Regions from separate parts of the Pan troglodytes genome. Here region 2 is linked to region 1. A link is a contact called in public capture Hi-C data. All regions are on one chromosome and are shown on one strand. The core of a region is the stretch at or near the end of the contact, and the rest is flanking DNA. Distances in the headings are between cores, read along the strand shown.

Region 1 (5,708 bases), core at 137-2,636:
ACTGCGGCCAGAGGTGTAGCTTCAGCAGCAGCAGCGGTAGCAACAGCAGCAGGGGCAGCAGCAGGAGGGCAGCCATGGAGCCCGCTTCCTCCATCGGCACCGTCTGGTTCCAGCCGTTCGCAAACATCCCTGATCCTCCCTTCCGAAAACCTAGGGCCGCTCGTTCTAGCTGAGACCTCTCCTTCCAGGGAGCGCGCGTGCGCTGGCACACGCCCATTCCCACCCAGGCCCCCACCACTCCACACGGGCGGAGAGCAGAAACACGGGAGGAGTGCGGGTGTGGGGCGGCCCCGGACTCCCAGCCCTCCCCCCACAGCCTACGCTCCGCCCTAGGCGCGCTCCCTCCCGGACTGCTCGCGGCTCGCACCCTACCAGGTCCTGGGCGGTGCTCGCGCCTTCCCTCAATTCCAGGGTTATGTCTGTCTTCTAAGTTCTTCCTCGGCTTGGGCGGTTTAGGCATCTGGCTAAGCCCTAGAGTCCAGGCCTGAGAGCCAGGGCGTTTGGATCGCAGTCCATCTTCCCCTCAATATTTCTCGTTTTCCCGTTAAGGGAAGGTACCATTGCTCTCTCCCAAAAGAATGAACTTGGCCCCTGGCCCATTTGGTTCTGCAAGTCCCGGCCTGCCAGCCGCAACCCCAGGGGATGGGTGGGGGCTGAGAGTTAAATAGGGGAAAGGTGGAAACCCAGACTGCCAGATTTCTGAGGGGTCACGACAGAGGCCCCTCCCTTTGGGCAAGGGTACAATAATTGGGGCCAGCCAGCAAATGCTCTCCATCCTGGTTTTAATTGGGACAGAGGAAACTGGGGAAGGAGAGAGGAAGGAAAAAGAGGCCTCCAGTGGTTTAGACTTTCAAAGGAAGCAACAGCAGTGATGAGGGAGGGGAGAACCTGGATTCTGTAAAAAGACAAATTTTCGGGGTGAAGAGGAGCAGCTCTGTGCAGTTCGCCCAAACTTCACTCCTCAGTCCACCTCCATTCTCCCTGGACAGCGGGGGAACAACAGCATAGCCAAGGAACTCTCTGCTGGTTCACATGGCCCAGCAAGTGGCCACACTGTGGAAGGAAGAGCATCTCTGTCCCTCCCTGGTATCCAGACTTTATCTCCAGGTACAGTTGTCCCTGGAGACCAAGCTGGAGCATCCCTCCCCTGTCAAGCAGCGAGTCCTCCGGCCATTCTTGGTAGGCACACAGACTTCAACTGGAGGATGACAGACCTTTTGGAAGCATCTTGTTTCTTGAGAAATGAGTAAGGACAGGCCTCATCCTACGGGGGATGGTTCTGCATAGACAGATCAGTGCCTGGCTCCCACCTCCAGTGGCAGCAGGAAGGATGGGTAGTGGCCAAAGCCAAGTCCCTTCTGCTCTAGACAAAAGTGGGGGCAGAACAGGAAGGGAAAGGGGGATGTTCTGCGGTTACAAGTAGGGGTGCCAATCAAATCAAGACCAAGCTATACATGCACGGGGCAAATGCCAGCAGACACTCCAGCACAAAAGACATTCTGGCTTGTTTTATTGTCATTTAAAAACAACTTTTAAGACACGATTATCTCTGCCAAAAAAAACCAAAACAAAACAAAAAAAAAACAGACTCAAGGAAATGGGATCATTTGACAATTCTGTGAAACTTGCCTCTGGGACTCCCTGGGCTCTGGTGTAGATTGAGGTGCCAACCTCAGACCAACCTAAGCCTCCAGGGCACACCACGTGGGGCTGTGGCCACCCTTTCAGACTCCTTTCTGAATGCTTGTGGCATCTGCCCCATGATTAGGAATGGACACCCTGACCACGTCATAGATGCCCATTTCACACTGGCATGTGGATAGTGACTATAAAACGTCCCTTCAGAACAAACCAAGACCTGAAGGGGAAGCGGGAAGGGACACCCACACACTGAGTCTCTGCTCTCATCCTAGCTTATCTGGCCAGCTGCCCCTTTGTCATTTCCCTTCTCTGTTGAAATGGCTCTTTGGGAGACTGGGGGAGGAGATTGGGGAAGGGGCCAGGGGGCTGAGGACTTCCACTATGGTCTGATTTTACAGAGCCTCTGGCTTCAGTCAGATCCCAAATATCACTGGGAACAGCAGTGTGAGGGGCTGGAGGCCCCAGGAGGAGGGAAGGGGCTAGGGGCTGCATGGCAGCTTCTCAAACTCAGCCAGAGGAGAAAGCTCCTCCTTCCACCGGGGGAGCTTGGGGATGCAGCAAGGGTGTTTCCCCTGCAATCTCCTCAGCCTCTATTAACCTTTGAATCACCAAGAAGGAGAGGGCAGTCCAGCCGGGGGTGGGATAGGGAATGCAGGGCCTCAGTCACTGTCAGAGCCCACTGCGGAGGACCCTTTTCGTTTCCGCTTGGTAGGCTTCGGTTTCGTGTCTTCCTCTTCCTGGAAGAGATGGGAGGGGAAATGGGAAGTTAACAGCCTGGGCAGCTGCTGGCGCCGACTCCACCTGCACCCAGTGCTCCTTTTCCCCCTGTGCACTGGCTGGGTTCTCACTGAAGCACTGCTGGAGCCCGACTCTTCTTCGGCATTGGGGGGCTGTGTGGCATTCTTTCGACTTCGAGGGCTGGACAGAGCTGCTTTTCGCCGGCTCTTGGGTGGCTTGGTGGAAGAGTCCTCATATTCCTCCGCCAGGGAGAAGAGATCACTGAATCTAAGGAAAAGGAGCGGTAGCTCTTTGAGTGGGAGCCTGCTGCTCCTACGGCACCTCCCATCCTCTTCTCTGCCCCCAGGCCTAGGCCTCTTTTTCTTCAACCCTGGACCCTAAGGTCTTGCTGGCCATTACGTTTATGTCCCTAGCAGGCTTCCTCTCCCTTAGGCTTTTCCCCTACTACTTTCCAAGGCCCAAAGTGGCAGGAGCCTCACTTCATCTTGTGGGCTTCGTCACAGCTCGCTTGGACATGCTGCAGCGCCTGGAGAATTGGGGTCTGGCTAAAAACTAGAGGAAGAAAAGGGAGAGCAGGGAAGGAAAAACAATCAGATGTCTGGGAGCTTATTAAACAGCACCCACAGGTTGTTTTATCCCGAGTGTGGGTTGTGGCCCCGGGTGTCCTGCCCCTGCCCCCAGCCTGGCTCCAGGCGTAGTCTGGGCCAGGGCAGCACCGTCTATACTGGACGCCGAGGGTGGAAGGCATACAGTTCTGCTTGGTGTTGGTCAGGTTGAGCCGCAGGTTGTCCAAGTGCTCCAGGATCTGCTCCAGAGTCAGCTGGGCCAGCTTGCTGCTAGAGCTCCTCAGGCTGTGCAGGAATCACCAGAGCCAGAGTCTGAGTGTGGGAGGGTTCCAGAGGGCGAGACACCCTCCACCCGCCAGGGCCCTCTTAAGACAGAGGCAGCCTACATGGGGAACAGGATAGGCAGCCTGGGAGGGCTGGGGTTGGGTGAGAAAGGTGTGCCTAGAACAGGGGATCCTGGCCACAGGGGCACTGGAAGATGGGGAGAAAGGGCCACGGTGGTCTCGCATGCCATGTGGCTTCGGACCACTAGATGTCGCCCACAAACCAGGCTGGGACAGCACTGGCCCCCATCACCACCACCACCGGACAGCAATCACTGCAGACCGCCATGGCCTGGAGGGTAGACAGGGACCGTGTCCCACCTCTGTCTCTTGCGAGGCAGGCTGTTGTTCTTGATGAGCAGGGACTTGATGTGCTCGGCCAGCAGCTCGTCATGTTTCATGCACCAGTGCCGCAGGATGCTGGTGGTGAACTGGTCGTCAGGATGGCAGGGCCGGCTCAGCACCATCTTCACCATCTCCTCGCTGGGCCTGGGGGAGGAAGGGGGCACTGGGTGCTGCTTGCACAGTGGCCGCAGGGCATGCTGGGTCTCTCCCACTTATTTCCCAAGCCCTGGCCTCCCCACCCACCCACTACTCTCACATCCCTCTCCCTCTTCTCCTTAGGCCAAGGAATGCCTGGTTTCATCCTCTGTGGAAGCCAGGAGAGAAGAAGTGAGATTCTTCACTTGCTGTGGTAGGAGAAGGCGTGTGCGTGTGTGTGTTGGGAAGGAGGACCCTCAGTTCTCCTCCTCCTCCCCTAGAACAGTCAGGGAGTGGGCCTGGGAGGCAGAAGCACAAGCATGTGGCATGTGGATGCTCCCCTACCCCTACCCTGCTAAAGCTGTGGGCCAACCTGGCTTCCAGCTGGAGGAAGGGGGCAGGAGAGGGTTGTGAAGTCACAGCCCCATACAGCCTCCAAGCTTCCCACTTCCTCTAGGACACTCTGTACCATTTACAGTCTCTCAGGCAAGAGAGCAGAAAGGGTGGAAGGAAGGCAGAAAGGTAGGAAGGATAAGATACACAGCTGCTGCCCCATTTATCGGGGGATGTTGCTCAAGGGCTTTGCGGGAAGAGGGGGCTGCCACCCTCTCCCTCTCTGCCCCACCCTGTCAAGGCACAGTAGGTCCAGCTGGCTCTGCTCTGCACAGGGTGAGGGAGAGGATGGTGCGTGACCCCTCTACCCTGACCCTCCCTCCTCTTGGATTAGCTGTGCGGTGGCCAGCAGGAGCATGGGGCGGTGGGGGGAGGGGGCGCGGCGGGGAGCAGGAGCCACCAGGGATTAGAACTGCTGTGGCAGCAGGAAACAGGGATGTCCGGTCCCCACCTCCCCACCTCCGAGGGCAGCTCCTGGTGGGCAGGGGGGTAAAGTCGAGAGGAAGCCCAGATCCCAGGGGAGCTGCTCATTTGTAAGTCACGTTGGGGGAAGGGCAGAATAAGCAGATGTTAACGACAGGAAAAAATATGGCAATAAGGAGCAGGACAGAAGCCCTTTAGACCACAGCAGCTCTTGGGAGTTAAAACTGAGGGCTAAAGAGCCCCAGAAGTGGAACTCACTTTTCTCTTCGGAGTTGAAGCAGTAGGCAGGACAGGGCCTCTGGGTGCTCTGTGAGGGAAGGGCAGAGGCTGTTCAGGGGGAAGGTATGATTCCAGGATGGAATCTGGGGACCTCTCTCATCCCCCAACAGCCACTGGAGGGAATAAGGACAGTCTTTGATGAGGAGCCAGGAAGAATCCCCTACCCCACTCCTATCAGTCCCTGAGCCACCTGAGCCCCAGCCCAGAGCCTGGCTCATGGTGGGCCCACAGGACTCACCTAAAGAACAAAAGTGGCTGACAGAGAGCCTGCCCTTGTGCACTTTGGTGGGAAGGAGGACAATGGATCTGGGCTCATCCTAGAAGCCTAGAGGCCTCAGCCTTGCCCTAACTGTATAGGAAGTGTCATATCTGATGTGCTCCCTACCCAAAAGCCTACTCACCCTTGTATTTGAGGTGCTGCAGGATGGGGATTATGGTCTCCAGGGGAATATTGTGGGCCAGAAAGAGCTGCCAGGCACAATACTGCTCAAAGGTCTCCCAGTCTAGGCTCTGAACTGGAAGAGACAAAAGAAACATCTCTCTCAAGAACGAACGAACGAACACACACACACACACACGCACACACACACCACCCCCCCATCCACTGACTACCAGCACACACACACACACACACACACACACACACACACACACACCCCAATCCACTGACTACCAGCACCCCAAGCAGGGATGTTACAGAGGTAGGACAGATCCAGAAAGACACTGCCCCAGACCGCACCAGGGTGGAGTACAGTTCTCTCCCCTTAACTTCCCAGCCCCAGAACCAGCTTTCCTGATAGTGTAAAATACAAAGGACACCCTGCCCTCCTCTCCTCTCCCAGGCACCTAAAGATTTGATCACTTA
Region 2 (6,030 bases), core at 392-2,891, 250 kb after region 1:
CCTAAACATGTGCACGGTGAAAAATTCCACCCCTTAACACATGCACAGTAAGGGAAATAAATCAGTGTGGAGTGGCTCAGACTAAGGGCCCCCATGCACACCGAAAGGTCGGGGTGGAGCCACCAGGAATTCATACCTTATGCAAGGGAAGGAGCCTGACTCTTCAGTGCATATGTGGGAGCCCTGGTATTCAATTGTGAGGTGGAAACCTGTTTGCAGGACCCCTCTATTTGCTGAGAGGGGACCCCTCTTTTGCTCAATAAATTTCACCCTCCTCATCCTTCAATGCATCCATATGCCTAATGTTTCCTGGTTGTAACACAAGAACCTGGATTTAGCTGAGTTAAGGAGCAAAATCCTCTATCAGTTGGGCACAGGAAGATTGTGAGTTATTTGTACATGAGTGCTATGAGTCCTGGATCATGAAGAAAGGCCCACTTATAGTTGATCTGCTTTCTCTTTTTGCTTTTCCCTGGTCCCACCAGCCTGACTCCTTTTTCCTATTAGGACTCCACACCTCTGACAGCTCCATCCTTCGACCCCTTGTGCACAATGACCTGGGCAGGTTGAAGGAAGTTTGGAACTGCTGCCTGCTGGAAAACAATGGCAGAGGTAGCTGCAGACCAGCTTATTAACCTCCTGCCCAGCAAGGAGGAATAGGATCAGAGACCTGCTTAAAAAAGCAGTCTGGCCATGTTTTTGTAGAGCAGCTGTGGTATGCTGCAGGTCCGCTCCAGCCCGCAGTTGCCTCAGACTCCTCAAAGCCCAAAGGCAAGAGTGGCTAAAGCAGCCAAACAGCACAGATGGTGGCTCATCCCTTCCTCTCTGAGCTCCATCCAGGGAGGTTTGAAACCTTTGCTGGCTGGAAAACACTGCCAGGGGTGACTAGAGGTCCATATGAATAAGCAGTCTGGTGGCCTCTCTGTAGAACTGCTGTGCTGTGCTGGGGAAAAAAAAAATCTCAGAAAACCAAGAATAGGGAGAACTAACTTTCTTTTCTTTTCTTTTCTTTCTTCTTTCTTCCTTTCTCTCTCTCTCTCTTTCTTTCCTTCTTTCTTTTTCTTAAATAGAGACGAGGTTTTGCCATGTTGCCCAGGCTGATCTCTCTCTCTCTCTCTGTCACCCTCTCTTTTTTTTTTTTTTTTTTTTTTTTTAAGACAGTCTTACTCTGTCCCTAGGCTGGAGTGCAGTGGCACGATCTCTGCTCACTGCAGCCTCCACCTCCCAGGTTTGAGCTTCTCCTACTTCAGCCTCCTGAGTAGCTGAGAATACAGGCATGCGCCACCACACCTGGCTAATTTTTGTATTTTTAGTAGAGACCGGGTTTTGCCATGTTGGTCACACTGGTCTAGAACTCCTGACCTCAAGTGATCCTCCTGCCTCAGCCTCCCAAAGTGCTGGAATTACAGGTGTGAGCCACCACGCCTGGCCCGATTCATTTATTTTTAGACTTTTGTCTTTTCTAATATATAACTTTAAGGCTATACACTTCATCTAAGTACTATTTTAGCTACCCAATAAGTTTTATATTGTCTTATAAATGTACATAATATGTAACCAGCTGGAGTTACTAAACTCTCTCTACATATATATATATATATATATATATATTTTTTTTTTTTTTTTTTTTTTCCTTTGAGACAGAGTCTCGCTTTGTCACCCAGGCTAGAGTGCAGTGGCATGATCTTGGCTCACTGCAACCTCCTTCTCCTGGGTTCAAGCTATTCTTTGGTCTCAGCCTCCTGAGTAGCTGGGACTACAGGCACGCGCCACTACACACAACTAATTTTTGTATTTTTAGTAGAGATGGGGTTTTGCCATGTTGGTCAGGCTGGTCTCGAACTCCTGACCTTAGGTGATCCACCTGCCTTGGCATCCCAAAGTGCTGGGATTACAGGTGTGAGCCACCACGCCCAGCCTAAACAATACATATATTGGTTAGTTCTACACATGTTATATTAACCAGCTTTTGTTTGGTTATATTTACATGTTATATATTTTTTCATTCTTCTCCTGTTAATCTTTTGTATTCTTTTGCTTTAGATTTGTTTTTATGTAAATAGCACATATGGATTTAAAAAATCTGACCAGTTGATTTCTCTTTTCTAACTGGAACAATTAATTCATTCATATGTATTGATGTTACTGATATATTTGTTCTTACTCCTACCATCTATTTTGTGTTCTTGGTTTTTTTTTTTTTTTTTGAGACAGGGTCTTGCTCTGTTGCCCAGGCTGGAGTGCAGTGGTGCGATCTCGGCTCACTGCAACCTCCACCTCTCGGGTTCTAGTGATTCTCCCACCTCAGCCTCCCCAGTAGCTGGGATTACAGGCACCTGCCACCACATCCTGCTAATTTTTGTACTTTTAGTAGAGACAGGGTTTCACTATGTTGGCCAGACTGGTCTTGAATTCTTGACCTCAAGTGATCTGCCCGCCTCGGCCTCCCAAAGTGCTGGGATTACAGGTGTGAGCCACCTCACCTGGCTGATTTTTCCACATTTTTAAGGTTTCCTTTTCTTTATTGATTGGTCAAAGTGTAGTTTTTCAAATTTTCATTATGATTTCTTATCTTCCCATGAATATTTCTTAGAAGTATATTTTTAAACTTTCATACATGTACCTTTTTTCTAGTTATCCTTTTGTTACTGATTTTTAATTACATTGTGTTTTGATAGCAGGGGATTTATTGTATAATTTTACAAAATATGTTCAGACTTGTTTTGCTCTAGCATGTAGTCAATTTTCAGAAAAGTTGTGTGGGTGCTTCAGAAGAATGCGTGTTCTGTAGTCATGTTTTCTTTTTTTCTTATTGAGGTTCTCTTTTTGTCTGCTTGATCTCTCAATTACTGAAAGAAGCATGTTGAAATATCCCACTAAGACTGTGATTTTATAAATTTATTTTAGTAATTCAGTCATTTTCTTTATATTTTTTGAGGCTATACTAAAAGATACAAACAAGTTCGGAATTGTTATGTCTTCTGAAATGTTTGTAGTAATACAGAGTGATTATTTTTCTCTAATAATGCTCTGTATATATTATATTATATATATATTTTTTTGAGACAGAGTTTCACTCTGTTGCCCAAGCTGGAGTGCAGTGGTGTGATCTCAGCTCACCGCAACCTCCACCTTTCGGATTCAAGTGATTCTCCTGCCTCAGCCTCCCCAGTACCTGGGAGTACAGGCTCCCACAATCATGCCTGGCTAATTTTTGTATTTTTAGTAGAGATGGGGTTTCATCATGTTGGCCAGGCTGATCTTGAACTCCAGACCTCAGCTGATCCACCTGCCTTGGCCTCCCAAAGTGCTGGGATTACAGACTGTGAGCCACCGCACCCAGCCTGGGAGGCTATTGTGTCTGGAATTGGTGGGTTCTTGGTCTCACTGCCTTCAAGAATGAAGCCGCAGACCCTCGCGGTGAGTGTTACAGTCCTTAAAGGCGGCATGTCTGGAGTTTGTTCCTTCTGATGTTCGGATGTGTTCTCGGAGTTTCTTCCTTTTGGTGGGGTTCGTGGTCTTGTTGCCTCAGGAGTGAAACTGCAGACTTTCGGGGTGAGTGTTACAGCTCTTAATGAGGGGCATCTGGAGTTCTTTGTTCCTCCTCCCTGGTGGGTTCCTGGTCTCACTGGCTTCAGGAGTGAAGCTGCAGACCTTCGCAGTGAGTGTTACAGCTCATAAAGACAGTGTGGACCCAAAGAGTGAGCAGCAGCAAGATTTATTGTAAAGAGCGAAAGAACAAAGCTTCCACAGTGTGGAAGGAGACCCGAGCGGGTTGCCACTGCTGGCTAGGGCAACCTGCTTTTATTCTCTTATCTGGCCCCACCCACATCCTGCTGATTGGTAGACGGGAGTGGTCTGTTTTGACAGGGTGCTGATTGGTGCATTTACAATCCCTGAGCTAGACACAAAGGTTCTCCACGTCCCCACCAGATTAGCTAGATACAGAGTGTCCACACAAAGGTTCTCCAAGGCCCCACCAAAGTAGCTAGATACAGAGTGTCGATTGGTGCATTCACAAACCCTGAGCTAGACACAGGGTGCTGATTGGTGTATTTACAATCCCTGAGCTACTCATAAAGGTTCTCCACCTCCCCACCAGACTCAGGAGCCCAGCTGGCTTCACCCAGTGGATCCTGCACCAGGGCTGCAGGTGGAGCTGCCTGCCAGTCTCGCGCCTTGCGCCCGCACTCCTCAGCCCTTGGGTGGTCAATGGGACTGGGCGCTGTGGAGCAGGGGGCGGCGCTCGTCGGAGAGGCTCGGCCGCACAAGGAGCCCACGGAGGGGGTGGGAGGCTCAGGCATGGCGGGCTGCAGGTCCCGAGCCCTGCCGGGCGGCGAGACACGGCGAGAAATGGAGCGCAGCGCCGGTGGGCCGGCACTGCTGGGGGACCCAGTACACCTTCCGCAGCCGCTGGCCCTGGTGCTAAGTCCCTCATTGCCCGGGGCCGGCAGGGCCTGCCGGCTGCTCCGAGTGTGGGGCCCGCCAAGCCCACACCCACCCGGAACTCCAGCTGGCCCGCAAGCGCCGCGCACAGCCCCAGTTCCCGCTCGCGCCTCTCCCTCCATACCTCCCTGCAAGCTGAGGGAGCCGGCTCCGGCCTTGGCCAGCCCAGAAAGGGGCTCCCACAGTGCAGCGGTGGGCTGAAGGGCTCCTCAAGTGCCGCCAAAGTGGGAGCCCAGGCAGAGGAGGCGCCGAGACCGAGCCAGGGCTGTGAGGACTGCCAGCACGCTGTCACCTCTCACTATGACAATAGAAACTCAATTTACCAAGATTGGCAAATGCCCTCAAAGCAAAACCCAGCTTCAAAGCTATTCTAATTTTCCTGGATTTCTGTTTTTATTTATATTTGGCCTCTGAATATTTCTTACCAAATTGTTTCACTGATGCACTTTAAAAAGGTTTTCATATTTTATGTAGCATTTTGAGATGTTTCTGGTTGGCCAAGATACCTATCCTGTCATTATTTATTGTTTTATTCAATACATGTGTACTCAGAGAGTGCCTTCTGTGTGGCAGGAGCTATCCTTATTGCTGGGGCTGCCCTGATGGTTGAGATCCATGCTTTGCCCTGAGGGAACTGCCTGACCACAGCAATTCAGAAGTCATTTCAGTTTACTTAAGATACTTGGTTTTAATGGATTTAATAGCTGCGATAGGTATCTCACAAAAATACATAGCCCAACTGCTTTGTTCAGGAGTGAGGCTGTGGAATTGAAGAAGTCTGATAAACCAGAGCTGGGTGGGATGTTAGAGACGGTCTAGTCTATAGTGTTAAGGCTGTGCTCCCTGGAGTTACCCTAGGCAGAGCTGCCGAGAACAGCCCTCCAATTTGTGTCCTGCACAAAAAGCTCATGCTAGGGGAATCAGTGAGGGCTGAAATTCAGCCTGTGCTGAGCTTTCTAAGCCACCACCTCGGTGCCTGGCTACCTCTGCCTAGAGGATGAGACACCTTTTTCTCATTTGTACAAAGGCAGCATGTAGATTTAACAGGCCCAGGGATGTTATTTAGCTAACAGAATAAGGGGCATGCCTATGGCCAGGGCTCTGGGGCCTCTTCCTAGACTCTTTTGGCTTGGACACTCACTTTTACCTATTATATGTGTGGTTTTTTCAGTGAGAGGAATATATCTTGGACCCAGATCACTAAGCTAAAAGGAAGAATCAAGCTAGGAACTGCTCAGGGCAAACCTGCCTCCCATTCTACTCAAAGTCACCCCTCTGCTCACTGAGATAAATGCATATCTGATTGCCTCCTTTGGAGAGGCTAATCAGAAACTCAAAAGACTGCAACCTTTGTCTCTCATCTACCTGTGACCTGGAAGCCCCGCCCCCTTCTTGCTTCAAGCTGTCCCACCTTTCCGGACCTAACCAATGTTCATTTTAAATATATTGATTGATGTCGCATGTCTCCCTAAAATGTATAAAACCAAGCTGTGCCCTGACCACCTTGGGCACATGTCATCAGGACCTGTCATGAGGCTGTGTCACGGGTGCCTCCTGAGGCTGTGTCCTCAATCTTGGCAAAAT

The links. Capture Hi-C pulls out chosen DNA fragments and counts their contacts.
Region 2: a contact with region 1 is called in a capture Hi-C map of stem cell-derived neural stem cells, with 4 times the contacts expected there. The contact joins the promoter of S100A7 here to the promoter of SLC27A3 in region 1. A contact is called at or near these places in 3 of 7 Hi-C or Micro-C datasets (induced pluripotent stem cells and stem cell-derived neural progenitor cells) and 1 of 1 other capture datasets (stem cell-derived neural stem cells).

What each region holds. Positions count from the first base shown.
Region 1 is chr1:95,408,484-95,414,191 of NHGRI_mPanTro3-v2.0_pri, forward strand. SLC27A3 (solute carrier family 27 member 3) reads right to left here and starts at 1,387. Exons shown (of 10, transcript XM_016927581.4): 1 at 1-1,387. The coding sequence starts at 460. It overlaps INTS3 (integrator complex subunit 3), which reads right to left. Exons shown (of 30, transcript XM_001144061.8): 24 at 5,245-5,358; 25 at 4,823-4,871; 26 at 3,590-3,757; 27 at 3,130-3,230; 28 at 2,859-2,931; 29 at 2,490-2,646; 30 at 1,494-2,378. The coding sequence ends at 2,301.
Region 2 is chr1:95,659,371-95,665,400 of NHGRI_mPanTro3-v2.0_pri, forward strand. It overlaps S100A7 (S100 calcium binding protein A7), which reads left to right and starts at 1,642. Exons shown (of 3, transcript XM_054671174.2): 1 at 1,642-6,030. The coding sequence starts at 5,875.